2 separate regions of the Ovis aries genome follow, and region 1 is linked to region 2. The links are chromatin contacts, called in public Hi-C maps. All regions are on one chromosome and are shown on one strand. Each heading gives the region's core, a stretch centred on a gene start, on an enhancer-like site or on the middle of the called end of the contact. The rest is flanking DNA. Distances are from core to core; before and after follow the strand shown.

Region 1 (3,011 bases), core at 504-3,003, 300 kb after region 2:
GCTCTTGTATCTTCCCATAAGCAGGAAAGTGCTCAGTTCCGTAATTTGAGATATCTGGTTTTCCTTAGCTAACAATAATCTTTAGATGTTCAGACTACCTGCTCCCTCTTCCCTGGTGGCTCAGATGGTAAAGGGTCTGCTTACAATGCAGGAGACTCAGGTTCAGTCCCTGGGTTGGGAAGATCCTCTGGAGGAGAAAATGGCAACCCACTCCAGTACTCTTACCTGGAAAATCCCATGGGTGGAGGAGCGTGGTAGGCTACAGTCCATGGGGTCGCAAACAGTTGGACACGACTGAGCGACTTCACTTTCACCTGCTCCTTGTTGCAAAGTTCTATATAACTGACTCTTTCTGCCACCTCCTTGGAACAGTTCTTTCAGGGTCCCCTAAGATCCTGTCTCCCGGGCTTGAAGTCCTAAACATTCCCACCGAATAAAACAGAACCCTCCATTTTTCAGTTTTGAGTATTTTAAGTCGACAATGTGTTGCCCCTATTTGCAGTGAAAGGTGATGCCATGTTAGCCTCGCAGAGTGCCTTCTGAGACAAACCGCTGGCCCTAGGTCCTCATGCAGCCACGGTCACAACTGAGGCTGCCCAGCGTCAGGAGTGGCCAGTTTTTATGACAGCCACTTCAAGAACCACAGCGTCACAGCACCACAAATAGAATCTCTTTGTAATTCTCCACTTCCTGGGTTGATACAAACACCCTTTCTCTCCATTGTTGCTCTTTCAATTTATTTTCGTTAAGTTAAGATGTGCCAATTGCAGGGCACCCTGGAGGTGCCTCCAGAACACACCATCCTATTTTCACAGCATGAGATCGCGAAATCAGGCAGAATGTCTGGAACTTTGGGGGGAGCCAGGACCCCAAAGCACTATGATGATTTATAATACCTCATATTTGGCTGTGCTGGGCCAAAAATGTGTACAGAAGGGTTATGAGCTGACCGGAAACCTGGGGGTAGCCTCTCACAGTAAAGCTCCCGCAGTCCCTCTTGTCTGGTGAGCATGCAAGTGTGTATGCTCAGTCCCTCAGTCGTATCTGACTCTTTGGGACCCCATGGACTGTAGCCCGCTAGGCTCCTCTGTCTGCGGAGTTTCCCAGGCAAGAATAATTTCCTGCTCCAGGGATCGAACTCACGTCTCCTGCATTTCCTGCACTGGCATGTGGATTCTTTACCACTGTGCCACCTGGGAAGCCCTCTCTTTGTCTGCTACATCAGCTCAAAGACACTAGAGTTTAGAAAGGAGAATTTTAAAAGTGTGTGTCTGTGGAGGACTGACCCCTTTACATGAGCCTGCCACGCAGCCCCGGGTGACAGAACTGCCCCGTGCACTCGACCACGCCTGTGGGACAGCTGGTGGAGCAAGAGCTCTGCCCGCCTGTGAGCAGGTCTTCCCCAGCTCCAAGCTCTCCAGACGGCAGGGAGACAGCAGTGTCCTCACGCCTCTCCATCAGCTCTTCTTTGACCTCAACCTGCGCATGACCACTAGACAGAAGCTTTCTCTCTGGGTCCCTTTATTCTCTCCGCAGTGTCAGCTGTCTTCTCTGACCTCCTTGAGGCGGCCTTTCTCATCTGCGTCCGTAGGGGAGCTCCTGCTCCCCAGCTCCCGGGGCTGCTCCCCACCCTGCTGTCAGCTTCAGCCCTGTCCTTCCACGTGGAGCTCAGCCCCGCCCCTCCCTCCTGGTCTCACCACGCCCCCTGCAGTACCATCGCTCTCACGGTCACAGAGCCGGGTCACCTGGAGGAGCTTCTGTCCCCTCAACTCCACGTGAGCCGCCAGGGAGGTGCTGATCTGCCCCCTCCCTGCTCTGCCTCAGGGGCTGAGAGAGGAGAAGGGTGTGGGAGGTGAAGCTGGAAGGGGGGAGCAGGTGTGTGTCATCTGAGTTGGGGCCCCTGGGGACTCTGTTACCGCTCCCCTCGAGCCGTGGAGAACGCGGCTCTCAACCTTGGCATTATTTGTTAAGTCCCATTTCTCTCTCATGCTCCTCATCAAATCGGCTACCCAGTCCTTGCTGACTGCCTCTCAAAAATACCTCCCCTGTCTGATGCCTCCCTTCCGATCCCACAGCCCCCAACCTCATTATCTCCTGCCGGGAGAGCTGTTGCAATCGCTTGCTAGCAGGTCTGTGAACCTCCAGGCTCTCTCGGCTCCAATCCATCTTGTGCACTGCTGCCAGATTAACCTTCCAAAGCAGTGCTTTCTAAACTTTGGCGTGCATGAGAATCACCTGGGGAGCTTGTTAAAAATACAGATGCCTTGACCCCAATCTATAGATTAGGATTGAGCAGGTCTGGGTGGGGCCCGAGGTATATGTATTTTTAACAAGTTCCCAGGTGACTCTGAGGTCGTCAAGGTTGGAGAATCTCTGGCACAGCTCTCGCCATGAGTGCTCCCTTCAAAAAAATAAGTTTCAAAGGCTCTCCACTTCTTACCCATCTCTTTCAGTCTTTACGGCTTGGTATACTCACGCCAAGTCTACCCTTCAACCCACTCTACCTCAACAGGAACCGCATCCCATGCCGAATCCTGATTGCTCACATCTTCCCATGCAGGCTTTTCGCTTCCTTGTCTCCTAACCTCTTCAAGCTGGTTCTTGTGCCCTGGGTGTTCTGCCTTATTCACTTTCAGCAGACACTGGGAGGTGGGGGACCTGGAGGCAGAAGGACCACCTGGGTGGGGACAATGCACTGTTGTACACCTTGGAATGGAAATCCAACGCACAAGGAAGGGATATCTACATTGACACAAAATAAATGCTCCTTTATTCTTCAAGGTGACATTCTGAAACATGAATTTACCCAAGGTTGCTCAACAACATAGAGAGAGCTGCTGATAATCACACCTATTTGAGCCCCAATTAAGGATTCTTTCAACCTCATCCTATTTGCTATCATTGTAGTTAAAGCTGATATAAGGAGCTACCCCAGGTCATGGTTACTTTTCAACCTGTGAAGATAAATCAGAGTTGACTTATTTGTATTCCTTACATAGTAGGGCTTGTGA
Region 2 (2,955 bases), core at 427-2,926:
GAGGATGAGGAAAAGAATAAGCCTTCTGAGTAGACAGGGGTGGGACGCGGCCACTCAGGTTCGAGGTCCACCAAATTCCCTTCGGCCTCGGATCTCGGGGTCGGGCCCCAGCACCCACAACACCCACAACCGCACGATGAGGGGATCTCCAACAAGAAAAGAGAAACATCCTCGAAAACTTAAGCGCGAGTTCTTTGCCCAATTGCGGTGATCCCGAGCCCACATCTCCTTTCGCTTACCTTGGCACCGCGTGCGGGCCAGGATCCCGAGCTCGGCGCAGGGAAGCGCTACCCGGGGAACCGGCTGCGAGCGCAGCGCCTAGGTCTCCAGCCAGAGCGGGCGCTGGCCCGGCCCCAGCCAGAGGCAGGCGGAGCCCCTCGGGGCGGGTGGCGCCGGGGCGGCTCGGGTCCCCGGGCACCACGGCGCAGCTCCGGCCGCCCGAGACCGGAGGGCCAGGGGTGGAAAGTACAAAGGCGGGCGCCCGGGCCGCGGAGGGAGGGCAGGCGGGCAGCCGGGCAGGAGGGAGGAGGGGTGGGTGGCGGCGGGGGGCTCTGGTGAGCCAGACGCGAGGAGCCCGCCCGCCCCTGCCACCCCTGCCCGGCCGCCGCCAACAAAAGACCCCCGACTCCCTTCCGACCGCGGGCACCGAGCGAGGCAGCAGCGCGCCTCCAGGGCTGCATTACCTGGTCGCCAAGGGTTAAGCGATCTTGTCAGCCCCAAGTTCATGGTTTGGTTCCAAAGCAAGGCTCGCGGTGGGGGGATCGTGAGAGACCAGGGGGGAAATCAGCCAAACACGAAGAGAAAACGCCCAACTCCGACCGGGCTCGGTCCGCGCGGGTCTCGGCTTCTTTCTCGGCGAAAGTCTGGAAGCGGGTGCACGCCAACCAAATCCCAAAGAGCGGCGGCTCCGGGGCGGCCGAGCGCCCGCGACGCGCGCACATCCAGCGCGGCCGAGGCCAGGCGGGCGGCCGGCGGGCGGCCGGGAGGGAGCGCCCGGCCCGCGTTCGCCCAGCTGCCTCCTGGCTGCTACTGAGGCGCGCGGGGCCGGCGGGGCCTCGAGGGGCGTCCCGGGCGAGGCGGAGAGGAGCGGCCTGAGCCGCGGCCTCAGCGCGCGGAGCTAAGAGCGAGGCGGCGGCGGCGGCGACAGGACAAAGGAGACCATGTGCGGAGGGGAGGAGGGAGAGGGAGGAGGAGTGCGCGCGGCGGCGGCGGCGGCGGCTTCTCCCCGGCGGCCGCCTCGGGCTTCCCGACTGCCGCTCCCGCCTGTCTAGCCGCCCCGTGGGCCAACCGGTCCCGGTCCCGCCGCCGCCACCGCCGTCGCGGCGCTGGAGGAAACGCTCCGGGAGTCCTTATTCGGGGTCGATCTCTCCGGCGCGCGGCGCGGGAGGCGCTGCAGCGTTCGGGGCGCCGGGCGGACTGCGCGGGGCCCGCGGCGACTCCCGGCCGGAGCTCGCGGGCAGACAGGCGGGAAGCGCCAGGGGCTGGCTCGGCTCCGGCCCGCGCTCCGCTCGCGGGCGCCTGCCTTTCCCGCCCGCTCGCCGCTCAAGTGAACTCCATCGGCGGCCACCGCCGGCGCCGCGGGCTCCCTGGCTGGACGGGTGGCGGGTGGGGGCGGCGGCACGGGGCCCTGGCTCCGGACTTCGCTCCCCGACTGCGCCAAGCGCGCCTGCTCCAGACGCTCGCAGCTCTCGGAGCGGGACTTCCTCGGCGCGCGGAGCCCGAGCCGCCGGTGCCACCGCCCCTCCTCCGTCCCGCCCCGCGCGCCCCGCCCCTCGCCGCCCCTCCTCTCGGCCCGGCGCCGGGTCGGCCCCGCGGGGGCGCAGTCCCCGGGTGCGACATCGACAGCTGTCGCTGCTCCCCCCGCGGCTCGGGCCCGAGGTCCCCACGGCCGCCTTCCCGGCGGGCGGGCGCGGCGGGAACTGCAACGCCCCGCGCCCTCCCCGCAGTTGTCGCTTCCAATACTGCGCGCGGCTGGGGAAAGCCACTAGGCCCGCGGCCCAGGCCGGTCACGTCGGTAAAGAGCAGGCTCTCTGGGCGGTTCCGAGGGCTCCATGAGAAAGTGATGTGGGTAAACCGCATGACACACAGTAGGTGCTCAAGAGTATTAAGTCCATTGTTGAAAATGAGGGGTGCGGGTGGTCAGAGTCTAGCATTAGTTAAAAAAAAAAAAAAAAAGGTCTTAATCCAATCTTATCTCCACCTGATCAAAGGCGGGGCTGCAGTTTGTTTGGTCTCAAAGGTAACAGTGCATGGCCTGGCGGTCCACAAATACCCACCCCACCGCGCACTTCAAACACACTGGCATTTATACCCTCCCCTCGACAAAAGCTTCCAGGTGGCTCAGTGGTAAAGAATCTGCCTGCCAATGCAGCAGATGCAGGTTCCATCCCTGTTTGGGAAGATCCCCCAGAGAAGGAGATGGCAACCCACTCCAGTATTCTTGCCTGAGAATCCCCATGGCCAGAGGAGCCTGGGGGGCTACGTCCACAGGGGGCAAAGAGTAGAACACTGCTGAACAAGTGAGAGCGACATCAACAAACGTGGAGAGGGTTTCTGCCAACAAATGCAGGGAAAGGACTGAAGCAGTGCCACAGCCTAGCTGTCAGCACTGTGTTCTCTAAGGTCTGCGGTGGGGAGAGGGGCTGAATGACTGCAATCTCGGGCCCTTGTGGATTCCCCTGAGCAACACACTCCAACCAAAGCACCTGTGTATCCAGTCTGGTGGGTCCCTGGGTAGGATTCTGGCCTTCTTTACTCACTGTCCCAATCACAGAGTCCCCAAAAAGAGTACCAGCCCCTACACAAGGGGTGAGGAGAGCCTCTGCAAACACCTGGAGTTTTCATTCCACCCCAGCTGCTTGGCAGGGCTCCCTCCTTGGTGCACAGGAAAATGGCTGAGATTTCCCCAGCACAAGGCAGAAAGGCAAGCAAGGCTGAGGCTGCCCCTGGGAGGAA

The links. A called contact is a pair of places that touch in the nucleus more often than the background predicts.
Region 1: a Hi-C map of liver shows a contact between it and region 2, with 4 times the contacts expected there. The contact joins two enhancer-like sites. A contact is called at or near these places in 2 of 16 Hi-C or Micro-C datasets (hypothalamus and liver).

What each region holds. Positions count from the first base shown.
Region 1 is chr24:30,661,843-30,664,853 of ARS-UI_Ramb_v3.0, forward strand. The region is part of intron 3 of AUTS2 (activator of transcription and developmental regulator AUTS2); the gene reads right to left. Among named protein-coding and RNA genes, the nearest start is that of GALNT17, 620 kb to the left of the region's middle. Within about 2 kb of position 1,754, at least 2 of the 54 cell types and tissues checked have an H3K27ac peak or open chromatin away from gene starts, as enhancers often do. A contact at or near this core is called in liver, where this site is marked.
Region 2 is chr24:30,365,710-30,368,664 of ARS-UI_Ramb_v3.0, forward strand. The region is part of intron 4 of AUTS2 (activator of transcription and developmental regulator AUTS2); the gene reads right to left. Among named protein-coding and RNA genes, the nearest start is that of GALNT17, 320 kb to the left of the region's middle. Within about 2 kb of position 1,677, at least 15 of the 54 cell types and tissues checked have an H3K27ac peak or open chromatin away from gene starts, as enhancers often do. A contact at or near this core is called in liver, where this site is marked.